Linked DNA regions of Mus musculus: region 1 is linked to region 2. A link is a contact called in public HiChIP or PLAC-seq data. All regions are on one chromosome and are shown on one strand. The core of a region is the stretch at or near the end of the contact, and the rest is flanking DNA. Distances in the headings are between cores, read along the strand shown.

Region 1 (7,092 bases), core at 3,175-5,674, 1.4 Mb after region 2:
CCTCAGTCAGGATGATCTTTACTAGTTCCATCCATTTGCCTGCAAATTTCATGATGTCATTGTTTTTAACAGCTAAGTAATACTTGATTGTGTAAATGAACCGAATTTTCTTCATCCATTCTTTGACTGAGTCACATCTAAATTGTTTCAAGGTTCTGGGCTGCTACAGATATAGATGAGGAAGAGCCCTTGTAGTAGGATGGAGCATCTTTTGGATATATTCCCAGATGTGGTATTGCTGGGTCAGGAGTTAGATCTATTCTCAATTTTCTGAGGAACTATCATATTGATTTTCAAAGTGGTTGTACAAGTTTGCATTCCCACCAGCGATGAAGGAGTTCCTTTTGTTCCACATTCTTATCACATGAAATGACAGTTGTATTTTTTAATCTTATCCATTCTGACAGGTGTAAAATAGAATCTCAGAATCATTTTGTTTTGCGTTTCCCTGATGGCTAATAATGTTGAACATTTCTTTTTTTTTTAATTGGATACTATATTTATTTACATTTCAAGTGTTATCTCCTTCCCTGCCCCCTCCAGAAACCCCCATCCCATTCCTCCTTCTCCTGTTTCTATGAGGGTGTACCCCATCTACCCACCCATTCCTGTCCTGCCCTCACATTCCCCTACACTGGGGCGTTGAGCCTTCACAGGACCAAGGGCCTCTTCTCCCATTGATGCCCAATAAGGCCATCCTCTGCTACACATTCAACTGGAGCCATGGGTCCCTCCAAGTGTACTCCTGGGTTGGTGGTTTAGACCCTGGGAGCTCTGGTTGGTTGATATTGTTGTTCTTCCTATGAGGTTGCAACCCCCTTCAGCTCCTTCAGTCCTCTCTAGTTTCTCCATTGGGGACCCCATTATCAGTTCAATGGTTGGCTGCAAGCATCCACCTCTGTATATGTCAGGCTCTGGCAGAGCCTCTCAGGAGACAGCTATATCAGGCTCCTGTCAGCATACACTTCTTGACATCCACACTAGTGTCTGCATTTGGTGACTGTATATGGGATGGATTCCCAGATGGGGCAATCTCTGGATAGCCTTTCCTTCAGTCTCTGCTTCACACTTTATCTCCAAATTTGCTTCATGAGTATTTTGTTACCCCTTCTAAGAAGGACCAAAGGACCCACACTTTGGTCTTCCTTCTTCTTGAGCTTCATGTGGTCTGTGAATTGTATTTTGGGTATTCTGAGCTTTGGAGCTGGTTAATATCCATTTACCAGTGAGTGCATACCATGTGTATTCTTTTGTGATTGGGTTACTTCACTCAGGATGATATTTCTAGTTCCATCCATTTGCCTAAGAATTTCATGAATTCGTTGTTTTTAATAGCTGAGTAGTACTTTATTGTGTAAAGTACATTTTCTGTATCTCTCTCTCTCTCTCTCTCTCTCTCTCTCTCTCTCTCTCTCTCCCTCTCTCTCTCTCTCTCTCTCATTTCTCTGTGTAGCCCTGGCTGTCCTGGAACTCACTTTGTAGACCAGGCTGGTCTCGAACTCAGAAATCTGCCTGCCTCTGCTTCCCAAGTGCTGGGATTAAAGGCATACACCACCACCGCCTGGCTCCATTCCTCTCTTGAAGGACATCTTGTTTCATGTCCATCTGAGATCTCTGTTTACATATGTACCCCATTTTATATTGGATTATTTGGTTTGATGATGTCTAGTTTCTTGAATTCTTTATATGTTTTTAATATTAGCCCTCTCTCAGATGTAGGGTTGGGAAAGAGATTTTCCTATTCTGTAGGCATCTGTTTGTCCTATTGACAGTGTTCTTTGCCCTCCAGAAGCTTTTCAGTTTCATGAGCACCTGTTCACTAGTTATTAATCTTAGTGACTGTGCCTTTGTGATTGTTTTTCTGTCCAGGGAGTTGTCTCCCACACCAGTGCATTTAAAGCTATTCCCTGTTTTCTCTCTTATCAGATTTAGTATATCTGGTTTTATGTTGAGATCTTTCCACTTGGACATGAGTTTTGTAACTTCACTTAATATTTAAAAATTTTAAACTTACCATGTAGAACATAGGAATTTCAGGTCCCTAATGTTGTCTTTTTTTATATACCTTTATAGCTTTATATCATATACCTTTATACCTTTATATTCTAATGTTACATGCACAACAGTATATTATAGTGTATGTGGTGTGTAATGGAAAAGTAGAAGCCAATTGAATTTTGTTCCTTAAACCTTTTAAAGTAATAACCCAAGCCCACACAATGTAATAAAAAAAATTCTTGTTTGACATTATACAGATAGTACATTAAGTTTGAAGAATATTTGAGTAGTTTCTCAGAAATGTAAGGTTTTCTCACCAATATTTATTGCCATCTTGAGGTATGTGAATTCTCTAACTTGTTATGATCTATAAAGGAAATAACACTAAATTTATTTGAGAACCAAATATGTTGATATAAAAGGTAATTTTTCATCTATCATCATTCTCCTGTTATTCTTAAAATATTATATTTTAAGCTTATCTACTTTCACATAGTCCAAGAATAATAGTTTTCTTTGACTGATTGATTATAGGAATCTCACTTACCTACTACACCTGAAGTATGACATTTTAAATTGCATACTCCTTTCATTTACAGTGCTTAAGGAAATTTTTATTTTGTTCTGCAATTTTTCATTTAGAGATGAAACATCATATTTGTATGGATTCCATTGATACCTGTGCAAATCAAGAAGTATTATCACTCTTGGTTCTGCAGCAATGATCTTAGATAGGCAAAGCAAAGGCATACAGAGGAGTTCCTCCCTGGTGTTCCAGGGTAGCATAATGTGAGGATACCTGCTTCCACGGAAAAGAATGAGCTCAGAGGACAATAATCTCTCCTGTTTCAACTCCTTGAACATGGCTTTACTTACTCATCTTTATTTGTCCCTCCTCTTTTCTCATGAAACTGTGAGTTTTGGGAATCCCTAGAGCCCAGTGCTGTCCTTTTGCTAATGTTAAACATTCTCAACTGCTCTTAGCCTCTGCTCCCACTTCCACAGTGACATACTCTGATGCCATGTCCTGCACTTGCTCATAAACTACAGGTCTCTACATTCATTCACTTGTCCGAACCTATATTCATTACCTTTCTTGGTTTTGTGACCAAACCCCTAAGAAAAGCAACTTAAAGAAAGAAGTGTTTGTCTTGGCTTCCTGTTGGGAGATACAGTCCATCACAGTCATGAAATGGTGATACCAATGGCATGAGGCAGGGGGCTACATTTCATCGGTGACCAGGACAAAGAGAAGGGTGAATATTGATAATCAGCTTGCCGTTTCCTTTTTATTCAGTCCATGGAGTGGTGCCACCCATGTTTAAGATAGGTTTTCCCACCTCATTTAACTTGATCTAGGAACTCCTTTGCACTCAGTACTCCACTGTTCTCTCAGAACCCAAACAGAGGCTGAGGTGCAGTAGAACCTCAATGAGGTTTGTTTTGGTTTGTTTTGTTTTGTTTTTGTTTTTTACGCGGTTGCTATACAGCCGATTCTTTCAGGATTCCATAGCTAGCCTTGTGGTTCCAGGATACTCAAGACAGAAGGATGCTTATTTCCTCACTCTAAGTCATCTAATAGTTTCACCTTCCCTGTATCACAGTAACCCTCCCCACATCTGTATCCACACACCTACCATTCACAGGCCCCTTCCGCAGATGAGTCAGTTTTATTGAATAACTTACTGTATTTTCCATGCCTGTACCTCTGCATTGCTTGCCCACAAGGAACTCTGATGGACTCCTCAGTTTTCCATCCCTGAAACTATATACTATGGACAAATTAAGCAGAACCAAGGTTCATTGTGAGTCACTCTTTCAAAGACTACCACCCCACCCCTATTGCTGCTCATCTCATGGTGGCTGACAAGAATATAGTGGGGATAGACTGTCCTAACACCTCTCTTAGGAATGTATCCTCAATAGCCCACCATCTCACTAGGCCCAGCCTTCTTTTTTTAAAAAAAGGGGTTCTACCAGCTCCCAATTGGGTCAGCCTGAAGATTAAGCTTTTAACACATGGACCTTTGGGGGATATTTCAAATTCAAACTGTAATATCTGAAAAATGAGAACCATATTTACACTACCATTTCATTTTCTCTAAGAAATGAAGTGAGCTGTATTTTATTTCATTCTGTTCACCATATGATGAACGTTAGTTTCCAAATATTTGCCTACTAAATAGTAAAGGATCATTTTAGACGTTATACTAATTCCAAATTGATCTGTGGCTATGGCTGGCATAGGTACATCCATTTATATAAACTGTAGTTTCTTTACCTATGGTCCAAATACTATAAGATTTGAGATAGGACGTAAGATAAATGGCTAGCATGCCAGCAACCTGAACAAGAATACAATAATTAAGCTGCAAGACTGACTGGTGCCCTCTCACCCACTTCCTTTCTGACAGAAGTCTAGTAGCGCCCCATGCAGTTAACTTCCTCTCCTCTCGTGGTTGTTGCAGCGGGATGGAGATCGCATGTCATTCATAACAAAAGCTTCACTGGGGAAAACAGAACATCCCAGCAATTGTTAACACAGAGTGTTTAAAACAAAACACAGTTAACACTATTTTTGTCTAATAAAATTCTACCTCTGTCAAACAAGGAAGAAGGCATGTGCCAAGAACTACATACCCTGCCACTTTTACTTTTATGATTTTGGAAGCCATTAAGTAACTAGGAAAAAAAAAATGTGAAATGTAGCCAAGTAGGAGAGAAAGGGGTCTCTGTGTCTTTAAGCCAGGAAGAAAAATGAAGGCCAATCATTCTGAATGTGTTGCTTTAGTCATCTGGTTTCATTCTATTAATGACCTTTAACATCTGCAAAAATATTGTGAAAAGCTAATTTTGTTTGTACTGAGGTGGTGCAGAACAGTTTCTGGCTGTCACTCTAGGGTATGCTATAAAATAAAATTGTCATTCTGGGAGTTTGACAAAAGCCTACTGTATAGATTCAGTTTATTTACAACATCCAGAAATGAAAAGAAAACAGAATTTTACAACACTCCAGCATTCGGAAAATGAATAGTGTGTGTATATGTGTGTGTGTGCTTGTGTGTGTGTGTGTGTGTGTGTGTGTGTCTGTGTGTGTGTGTGTGTGTGTGTGTGTGTGTGTTTGTGTATGTCTGTGTCTGTTTTCCATACCACATACAAATATATACAAATACCTTCCCATGGCCAAGGTTGTTTTTTTTAAATGGTTCAAGTCATATAACAGAAATTTTAACCAGCAAAACTTCGTAATCCATGCTGTGCTGTTAAAATGTGAGTATCTTCAGCAAAGCAGGTTAGATTTTCTTTAGGACCTCAAGAAAGGAAAAATAGCCTCCTTTCCTCATTCCAACAAACTTTATGCTTCCATTAATTAAATAGGAATCTTAGAGAAAAAGGCAGTGCCCTAAAATCATGCCAAGACGCCATGTAAAAGAATAAATGTGGTCATACTGGCTTCGTCTTTCGTATTCACCTATTGTAGGGTCCAATTTTGTGATTGATTTGCTGACTCTACTACACAATTTTTTTCAGGTTTAAAGAATGAGGGGTTTCCTATGCAGAAGTTGGAGAGCATCATGTGCTCAACTCAGATAGCAAAACACAAATTCCGAACCAGGGCCTCATGGGTAAACCCTTGCATCCACTTAGACAAAGCTCACATCTAATAATTAAGCTTCCTGATAACACATCAACTATAAGGCCAAACACTGAGTCATGATGACTTCTAAGGAAAGGTGCCTACTGCCTTCAACATCAGCAAACTATTTCGACAAAGGATGACTTTTCAACCATCATCAGACCTCAGCTTACAAGATTCTTCTTTGCTTTTTCCTTGAGGCCACAAAGACTTTTTTCTCTATTTCCTTTTTCTTTATACTTAAAAACAGGATAATATGTCCATTTCTATTAACAGACAGCCTATGGCATGATGTATGACTCACCCACTGCCAAGCGTTGAGCAATTTATAAATAGAAGTATGGGGCAGGTCTGAGGAAGGAAACAAAACCTGAGAAAAGAGACAGATGATAAGTAGAGAGCTACAGGTACTCAGGTATCTTAAAAATGACCAGAGTCCCTAGAAACAATCCCCTCGCTGTCTGGATAACCAATAGTTTGGAATTTAAAATGTGGGCTCACAGGCTTAAGCAGAACTTCCAGCTAGATATCATGGTATCCACAGTGGACATTTTAAGGACCATCAAGGCTCAGCCCTTCACACAATGTGTTTTAGTTTTCGAGTTATTCAGTTTGATGTCTAATTCTATCTCTGAGCACGTCGTCATATTCCTCTCCCAGCATCCTGTCTGAGCCCCCAAAGCATTGGGAAGGAAAGAGCAAACTCTTCCCACCTACACTCAATCGCCTTCTGCTCGCCAGTCTTCAGTCAGCCTCACTCGGGATTCTAACTAATTGTAATAGAGGAAGCTTTCCTCAATGGTGCTGAACCAGATCCGCTAATGTAGAATTCTGTGCCTGGCTGGGAAGGGACAGTAATCTGTCAGCAGCCTTCAAGGCAGTTAACATCCGCTCGTGATGAATAAAGCTTCGTTTTAACCTTCCCTTTCTGGTGGCTGCTTCTTCCCCAACTCTGTTATCATAGCTCTGCTCTTCCACATCAGCACAATGAATGAATGAACTTCAGATTGATGTATTTTCTTTTCATCGCCAAATATGTACAGTTCCATAATAGGCCATCTGTCATTTCGTGATTCGATGTAGACTACAGTGCCCTAAAGTTTTGTTGTCATAGCAACCACACCAAAGTCTCCAAAGCAAATGATAATGATTCTTGATCTGACGTTACGCTCAACAAGGGGTATCAGTTAAATTTCAGTGAGATTTGAGTTTTTAATCATGTGTCCTGCTTAGGATTAATGCTTAACCTGTACAATTCAAACTTCCACCAACCTCATTATAATATTATTTTCAAGAAAAGAACAAGAGTCTCCTATAAGCTGGGATTTTTTTTTTCATGCTTTAGATCATTCAGAGGGAAAGCAAGTCTCCATTTGAATTCTAGAGAGATGCTCAGAGGTAGCAATCAAACCTTCCTTTTCACTCTCCTGAAGACCAATTTTAGAAGAACCGAGAAA
Region 2 (7,669 bases), core at 4,863-7,362:
CTTGGTCAGAGGAAGTAGGTCACAAGGTAGATATCTGGAGGATATCTTGTCCTTGTCACCCGACTGTTTCCTTCTCACTCTGTCCAGTATATCATGAATTAAAGGTTCTTTTCTGCCAATAATGCCCTCAAGCATGTCCTGCTTAAATGCATGTAACCAAGCGACTATGTGACCACAGGGTGATACCTATGAGCCAAAACACATCCTTCCTTCGGTCAGTTGTTTACCCGTGAGTGTTTTGCTCACAGAAATAGGCATACCAAAGTGAATGGGGGGAAACCCATGGGCCTCAGCCTTCTACAGAATTATAGGCAACCAAAGAAGATGGTTGGGGTGCTCTTCCTCAGGGAAAGCACATCAAGTGGCTGTCCAGGTCAGTCCTGAAGACATACTGTAATCTCTGGTGAGCCTTGGCTAGCGGGGACCCCCTTCCCCGGAGTGAACAACACAGAGCTAGGAATCGATGCAAAAGCAAGAGGACTTTATTATTCCAATGTGTTGGGTCATCCTGCACCCAAAGGAGAGGTGGCAACCCTGAGCACCCGTTCAGCAAGTTTTTATACAGTTTGCAGGGGTAGAATAGAGCAACAACCACTACGCACAATGTGATTGGCAGAACAGTATGACTTTTAAACTGATTGGTTCTTAGGGAATGAGGTGGCTAGGGCTTCCCTCATCAGCAGGTGGCTGATGGTTGGTAGCACACAGAGGACTGTACAGCAGAGGGTCTAGCTGCTTCATTTCACATGTTCATGTTCATCAGCTTTCTGTTACTGGTTGGTACAGATACCCAAGAAAGTCCCTTCAAAGTTTTTCTCTGCCTCAGAGTTTTGTAAATTTCAGTCAGTGACTAGTTGGCCTATTACTTTGGAGCAGTTAGTGAGGCTGCATATCAGAACAAACCCTTAAGAAGGGCAGGTAGAGAGTAGGTCTTCTCTTCTCTTCTCTTCTCTTCTCTTCTCTTCTCTTCTCTTCTCTTCTCTTCTCTTCTCTTCTCTTCTCTTCTCTTCTCTTCTCCTCTCCTCTCCTCTCCTCTCCTCTCCTCTCCTCTCCTCTCCTCTCCTCTCCTCTCCTCTCCTCTCCTCTCCTCTCCTCTCTTCTCTTCTCTCCTCTTCCCTCCCTTCCTCTTCCCTTCTCTTCTCTCCTCTCTTTTCTTCTCTCTTTTCTTTTCTTATTTCTTTTCATTACCTTTCTTTTTAAAAATATTTTTATTATTTCTTTGTGATCTTCACTGACAACATGCACTCCAGTCCTGCTCACCTCACTGTCTTCCCCCCTCCGTATTCTGCCCTTTGTTCTTGCAACCTCCTTGCCTAAAATAAAACACACACACACACACGCACACAAACACACACACCCCTCAAAAGTATAAAAAAAATCTTATTGTGGAAGCTGTAGTGTATCACAGTGTGCCTCACAGTATACTTCTCTGTCCACACATTTTCACTTGCAAATGTTCATTTCAGTGAGCATTGAATTGATCTGGTTCATGGTCTTATGCTTCTGTGACACCATCAGTGTTGGATGCTCACCAGGACTCTTCCCAGTTATCCTGTTGCTCCTCTGTGCCATGGAGATCCTGCAGCTTTAGATCAGCAGGACTGACCTTTTCAGGCATCCCAACCATTTGCAGATAATATAGATGTTGAGGCACCTCAGAGACCTGGACCTGAGTCTCAGTGGTAGCTGAGCTGGTCAGCCTACAGGCTCTCCCTTATCTGAACCACCAGGATGTGCTCTCCAGCACTGCTCTGACTATGCTACCCAACACCACCATGGGCAATAGGCAGGGTCAGCTCTCCTGAGGGCAAGATTTTACCGCCTTAGTAGGACAAGCCCCAGATGACCTGATTTAAATTTTATGTGATGAGATGGGGAACCAGCTTTCAACATGTGGGCCTTTGTGGAAAATTCTAGATAAAAGATATAGCATTACATTGGACAAAAATGTTTAAAAAATATGATGGGCAGGAAAGGATGAACCAGTCAGTCATCATCTGGCAATAATATGACAGCATACTTTAAAACAAATAGAAATTACTGAATTAATCATTCCTAGGGAAATTATTAGAATTAATTAATAAACATAACATTTAGCTATATTATCAATGCACAGAAATCAGACATACTTTTATATATCCTCTACAATTAGTTAGAAAGTGAAAACATAGAAGTTGACATTTATCATAAGGTTTTTTAAAAAGCTGAGATCTTTTTTTATTCTTTTATAATCTTTATTAATTTGATTTTCTATATATAACTTTGCAAACTAAGCCAACTATAGAAATTCTTCACATTTTATTTCTTATTTATTTATTTATTATTAGATTTTTTGGGGGAGTTGTTTGTTTGTTTGTTTGTTTGGTGTTTCGAGACAGGGTTTCTCTGTATAGCCCTGGCTGTCCTGGAACTCACTTTGTAGACCAGGCTGGCCTCGAACTCGGAAATCTGCCTGCCTCTGCCTCCAAAGTGCTGGGATTAAAGGCGTGCGCCACCACGCCTGGCTAGATATTTTCTTTATATACATTTCAAATGCTATCCCGAAAGTTCCCTATACCCTCCCTCTGCCCTGCTCCCCTACCCACCCACTCCCACTTCTTGGCCCTGGCATTCACCTGTACTGGGGCAATAAAGTTTGCAATACCAAGGGGTCTCTCTTCCCAGTGATGGCTGACTAGGTCATCTTCTGCTACATATGTAGCTAGAGATATGAGCTCTAGGGATACTGGTTAGTTCATATTTTTGTTCCACCTGTAGGGTTGCAGACCTCATTCAGCTCATTGGGTAAAACCTGAGATCTTAAAGATCGGATGTAAAAGCTTGTTGAATCATAACAGAGAAAGCCATAAAATTGTAGCAAGGAACATTATCCCAAATTAAGTGGAGATACATCTTGAGCAGGGATGGGAAATGTCCAAGTTGATCTACAGGTTCAGTGTAGTCCAAGTCAATGTAATATTTTTCTTTTAATGGAAACTATATATACTGATTATAATCTTAGTTTGAAAGTGTAAAACACTAACTTAGCTGTGATCTTTAGTAAAAATCAATACAGATAGTCATGATATCAAGACTCACTCTTAAGACCCCACGAAAAGGACAGTGCATAGGCACAGACTAGTGGAACAAGACAGAGATTTTGGAAACAAATCCCATTTATATTTAAGGTTCTGTATAAGAGCAAAGACACTGAGTTACAGGGAATGTGGATGCTTGCTTTCAAACTGATCACTGACAAGAGACTTGGCAGTGACTCTTGTACCTTCAGTAACATGAATTCCAGGTAGATTGTAGTTATATAGATGAAAGACCAAATCAGTAATTATAAGATTATGAAGCTTAGACTGTAGTACAAGAAGATATCTTCATATTGATGGGAATTCTTAAAATGAAATATGAGTCACCAACTCGAAAGCAGAGTTACAGATTTGACTTCAGTGAAATTAGGAAGTTGCAATCATCAAAAACATCTAGAAAGCAAGTAGAAAGGTAAGGCAGGACATGGGAGATACCTGTGGCAACTGCAGATGACGAAGCTCATGTCCAGACCAAAAGGATATCTCCTGATACTTATATGAAGTACACAGCCCATCTGAAACTACTTTCTTTTAAAAACAAAAATTAGGTCTTCAAACATATGAAAACATGCTTACTTCATTGGTCAGGATTGTCTACAGTGACAGCTTATGGAATGAATCTCATTATATAGACAGAAAGGGTGTTTATTAGAATGACTTAGAGACTACAGTCCAGCTAACCCAACACTGGATTACTGTGAATGGAAAGTCGAGGAATCCAGTAGTTTCTCAGTCCATGAGGCTAGGTGTCTCAGCTGGTCTTCAGTGTATGCTAGAATCCTGAAGAAGTAGGCTCTTCTACCAGTGAAGAAATGGATGGGCTAGTTAGGCAAGGGCAAACAGGTAAAGACCAGCAGTCACTGGGTCTGTCTTGGGCTTCTGAAACTGCAAAAGCCACCTCCAGTGACACACTTTCTCCAACAAGGCCACACACCCTCCAACAAAGTCATACCTTGCAATCTCTTTCAAATAGTGATCACTTCCTAATGGCCAAGCATTTAAATATTTGGGTCTATGGGGGACATTCCTATTCAAACCAACATAATTGGTAATTTGAAATGCAAATGAAAGTAAAAATTAATCAATACTACTAGTGGAGTGTTTAAAGTAAATGAAGGAAAGATGCTTGCATACAGCCAGCATTTTTGGAAAGAAAGTTGTCTATTACTGAGATGTTGGTCATTTTAAATCAATCATATGATATGTAAGTATCATTAAGTATAATGAATGTATTTTTAATTGAACCTTTCATTTTAAAATATTATTTTATCTAGAAAGTATAGCAATAATTTTTCTAGGGCCCGCAATGGAGGAACTAGAGAAAGCACCCAAGGAACTAAAGGGAACTGCAACCCTATAGGTGGAACAACAATATGAACTAAGCAGTACCCCGGAGCTCTTGTCTCTAGCTGCATATGTATCAAAAGATGGCCTAGTCGGCCATCACTGCAAAGAGAGGCCCATTGGACTTGCAAACTTTATATGCCCCAGTACAGGGGAACGCCAGGGCCAAAAAGGGGGAGTGGGTGGGTAGGGGAGTGGGGGGTGGTGGGTATGGGGGACTTTTGGTATAGCATTGGAAATGTAAATGAGCTAAATACCTAATAAAAAATGGAAAAAGTAGAGAGAATAAATAAGAGGCCACAAAAGTACTTTACTCAAATAAATATAATCGTTTTATATCTATAAAATATAAATATTCATATTAATAATTAATATAATAATTTTAAATAAAATATTTCCATATTTTATTTTAAAAAAAGACTTCAAAATAAATATGGCATACCACCAAAAAGAAATGAAGAAGAAACCAAGCAATACAAATGTTGGGCAGAAAATGGCCTCCCAGGTGCTCTTAAATTTCTGTTAGGAAATGTGAATTTATACACTACTAACACTAGGCTGGAAAAATTAAAAATATGTGTCCTTTGACAGCTTTCTACATTTTATACCTACTTAAAAGTTTGTGCTAAGTAGTATAATGTCACATGTCAGAAGAGGTTCTTAGAGCATTATCAAAAGTTGCTCACATTGGAAGTACCCACACACCAACCTGTAACAGAATAAATAAGTGATCCTTATAGGGAGTATCTATCTATCTATCTATCTATCTATCTATCTATCTATCTATCTATCAATCATCTATCTATCTATCTATCTATCATCTATCTATCTATCTATCAATCATCTATCTATCTATCTATCTATCTATCTATCTACCATCTATCTATCATCTATCTATCTATCTATTTATAATATATATACATATATTATATACCTTTTCAGGGATAAATGTATATGATATAAATATATCATAAAACTACATTATCCAATGTAGATGAGCCTCAAGATTCTCTAGTTGCCCAGGAAAAAACAGGCTTAGACCACACACGGTCTTTCAAGGTGCACCAAGAGGGGACATGCTCTGTGATCCCATTTCTATAACCTAAAACATCTTATTTACTTAGGATTCCCAGAACCTAATGTCATTACATTGTGAGCAAAGAGAAGAGGGTCACTTTTCGTGTCCTGAGAATGTTGTATTTCAGAACACAGGCATTATCAGTACTTTATAATTATACATTTGTGTATCCATAAAGGGAACATGACAGTCAGTCTTTTGGGACAAATAATAATTTTATAACCTCAAGAAATATCCAACGAAGGTGCACTTAAATACATAGTATTCATGATAGCAGAAACCTGGGTCCTGCTAAACTTCTAGTCATGTTTTTATGACAAGTGTTGGAGACAGAACAATTTTTAATGGAATTTGTTGACAATGACAATCTGCTTCATCAGATTTTGCAGAAAATGTAAGCCAATTTCTTTTATTATTACCATATGGAATGTGAAACTAAAAGTCAAGATTTTTCTGAATTTACTCCATTTTCAGTATATGCTTCCAGGCAGTTAATAGGGGGCCAAGGTAAAGATTTTTTTTAAAAAAACGAAAACAAAAAAATCACTCCCAACAGTGACTTTTCCCCTGATGCCCACTTGGTGGCGCTAAGCTAACGTAGAATGCAGGTCTTCTCTGATACGTTAATAAGCTTTCACTTTATACAGTCCTAGGGAATTGTAAAGGTTTGTTAAGGTTTAGGACTTTAGACATATTCGGTAGGGAAAAGGGTTCAAAACTCTTAAAGAATTATGGTTATTTGTGAAAATTACAAAGAATGTCTTCTAACTCTAGGACCAGCCAAGCTTTCATGTCTTCTTGCCTTGTGTTTCTTTGATGACTTTTATGAGCCCTAGGGAGAGAAATAATTTTGTCTATAAGGTATTGGGGACTTGATGGAAACACAAACCCAAAATTTTCAATGGAATTATAGTGTGTGAGGGATGGGACAAGGCGCGTTTTGCAGCACAGTCCTTCCGAACAGAAACGGAAAGGGTCAGGACCTTTGATCCAGGCATCTGGCCCGGATGCAGTTCTGCAGCCCAGGACTAGGGGTGACAGTAGCATAGATGCTGCTTTCCTTCTTGGAGGAAGCCCCGTTGCTTGCTGTATCAGGGCTGGTCTTGAACTCAAGATATTTCTGCTCCAGGCTCTCATGGCTGGGGTGGCCTTTGCTCACCTCTCTGAACAGAATGAGGCCCTTTTCTAGGGCTTTTCAGGAGTGAGCAAAGGCAAGAGAGTCTAGACTAGGAGGGGTGGAGTGTGGGAATGCAGAAGAGTCTCTAGGATCTCTTTGCTGACAATGGGAGGCATCAAAGTCTTCTGTTTCCACAATACACGGCCTGGTTATTCTGTTTATGAAGATGATGGTATATTGTACACCCATAAATGAATCAAGATTATCTCGTTCTTTTCTTTAAAAAGTTTAGTCTACAGTTATATGTGTATGTGCATGTCTGTGTAAGTATTAGCACTTCTCTGTAGTTCCTTTACATGCCATAAGAAGGTGTCAGATGCCCTGAACTTGATTGTAGGGAGCCTCAAGATATAGGTGCTAGAAACTAGACTTAGGTCTTTAGAAAGCACTTGTGTTTTTTCTTTTTTTGTTTGTTTTTGTTTTTTGTTTTTTATCACTGATCTGTCTTTCCAGCCCCAAGAACATAACATCTTAAATCAGACATCATAGCAGGACATGGGGGCACACATCTCTAATCCCAGAACGTAGAAGGAGGATCTCTGTGAGTTTAAGGCCAGCTTCATTTACATAGCAAGTTCCAGGACAGCCAGGATCACAGCCCCCCTAGAATCATAGAGGGAAGCATTACTGGAGGTGTGGTCTTGTTGGAGTAGGTGTGCCCTTATTGGAGGAAGTGTGTCACTAGGGTGTGGACTTGGGGGGTTCAGAAGCTTAAGCCAGGCCCATTGTCACTTTGTCTTAGTGTAGAATTCTCAGCCCCTGCTCCTGCTCCAGCCCCGTGTCTGCCCCCATGCCATCTTCTCTGTGAGAACAATGAATTAAACCCCTGAAACGTAAGCCAGCCCTGATGAGATGTTTTCCTTTATAAGTGTGGCTGTGGTCATGCTGATTTTTCGCGGAAATAAAACCCTAACTAAGCCACCTTGTCTGGAAAAATAAAATGAAGCAAAATAAAATAAAATATGATGTAAAAATAAAATCGGCAATATATGT

Evidence for each region. HiChIP or PLAC-seq counts read pairs in DNA pulled down with a chosen protein or histone mark.
Region 1: a contact with region 2 is called in a RAD21 HiChIP or PLAC-seq map of pro-B cells, with 60 times the contacts expected there. The contact joins two enhancer-like sites. A contact is called at or near these places in 1 of 15 datasets of contacts at CTCF or cohesin (pro-B cells) and 3 of 484 Hi-C or Micro-C datasets (all in cortical neurons).

Annotation. Positions count from the first base shown.
Region 1 is chr4:7,973,442-7,980,533 of GRCm38.p6, forward strand. No RefSeq gene overlaps it. Among named protein-coding and RNA genes, the nearest start is that of Gm23860, 160 kb to the left of the region's middle. Within about 2 kb of position 4,425, at least 17 of the 459 cell types and tissues checked have an H3K27ac peak or open chromatin away from gene starts, as enhancers often do. A contact at or near this core is called in pro-B cells, where this site is marked.
Region 2 is chr4:6,555,674-6,563,342 of GRCm38.p6, forward strand. No RefSeq gene overlaps it. Among named protein-coding and RNA genes, the nearest start is that of Gm22473, 75 kb to the right of the region's middle. Within about 2 kb of position 6,113, at least 7 of the 459 cell types and tissues checked have an H3K27ac peak or open chromatin away from gene starts, as enhancers often do. A contact at or near this core is called in pro-B cells, where this site is marked.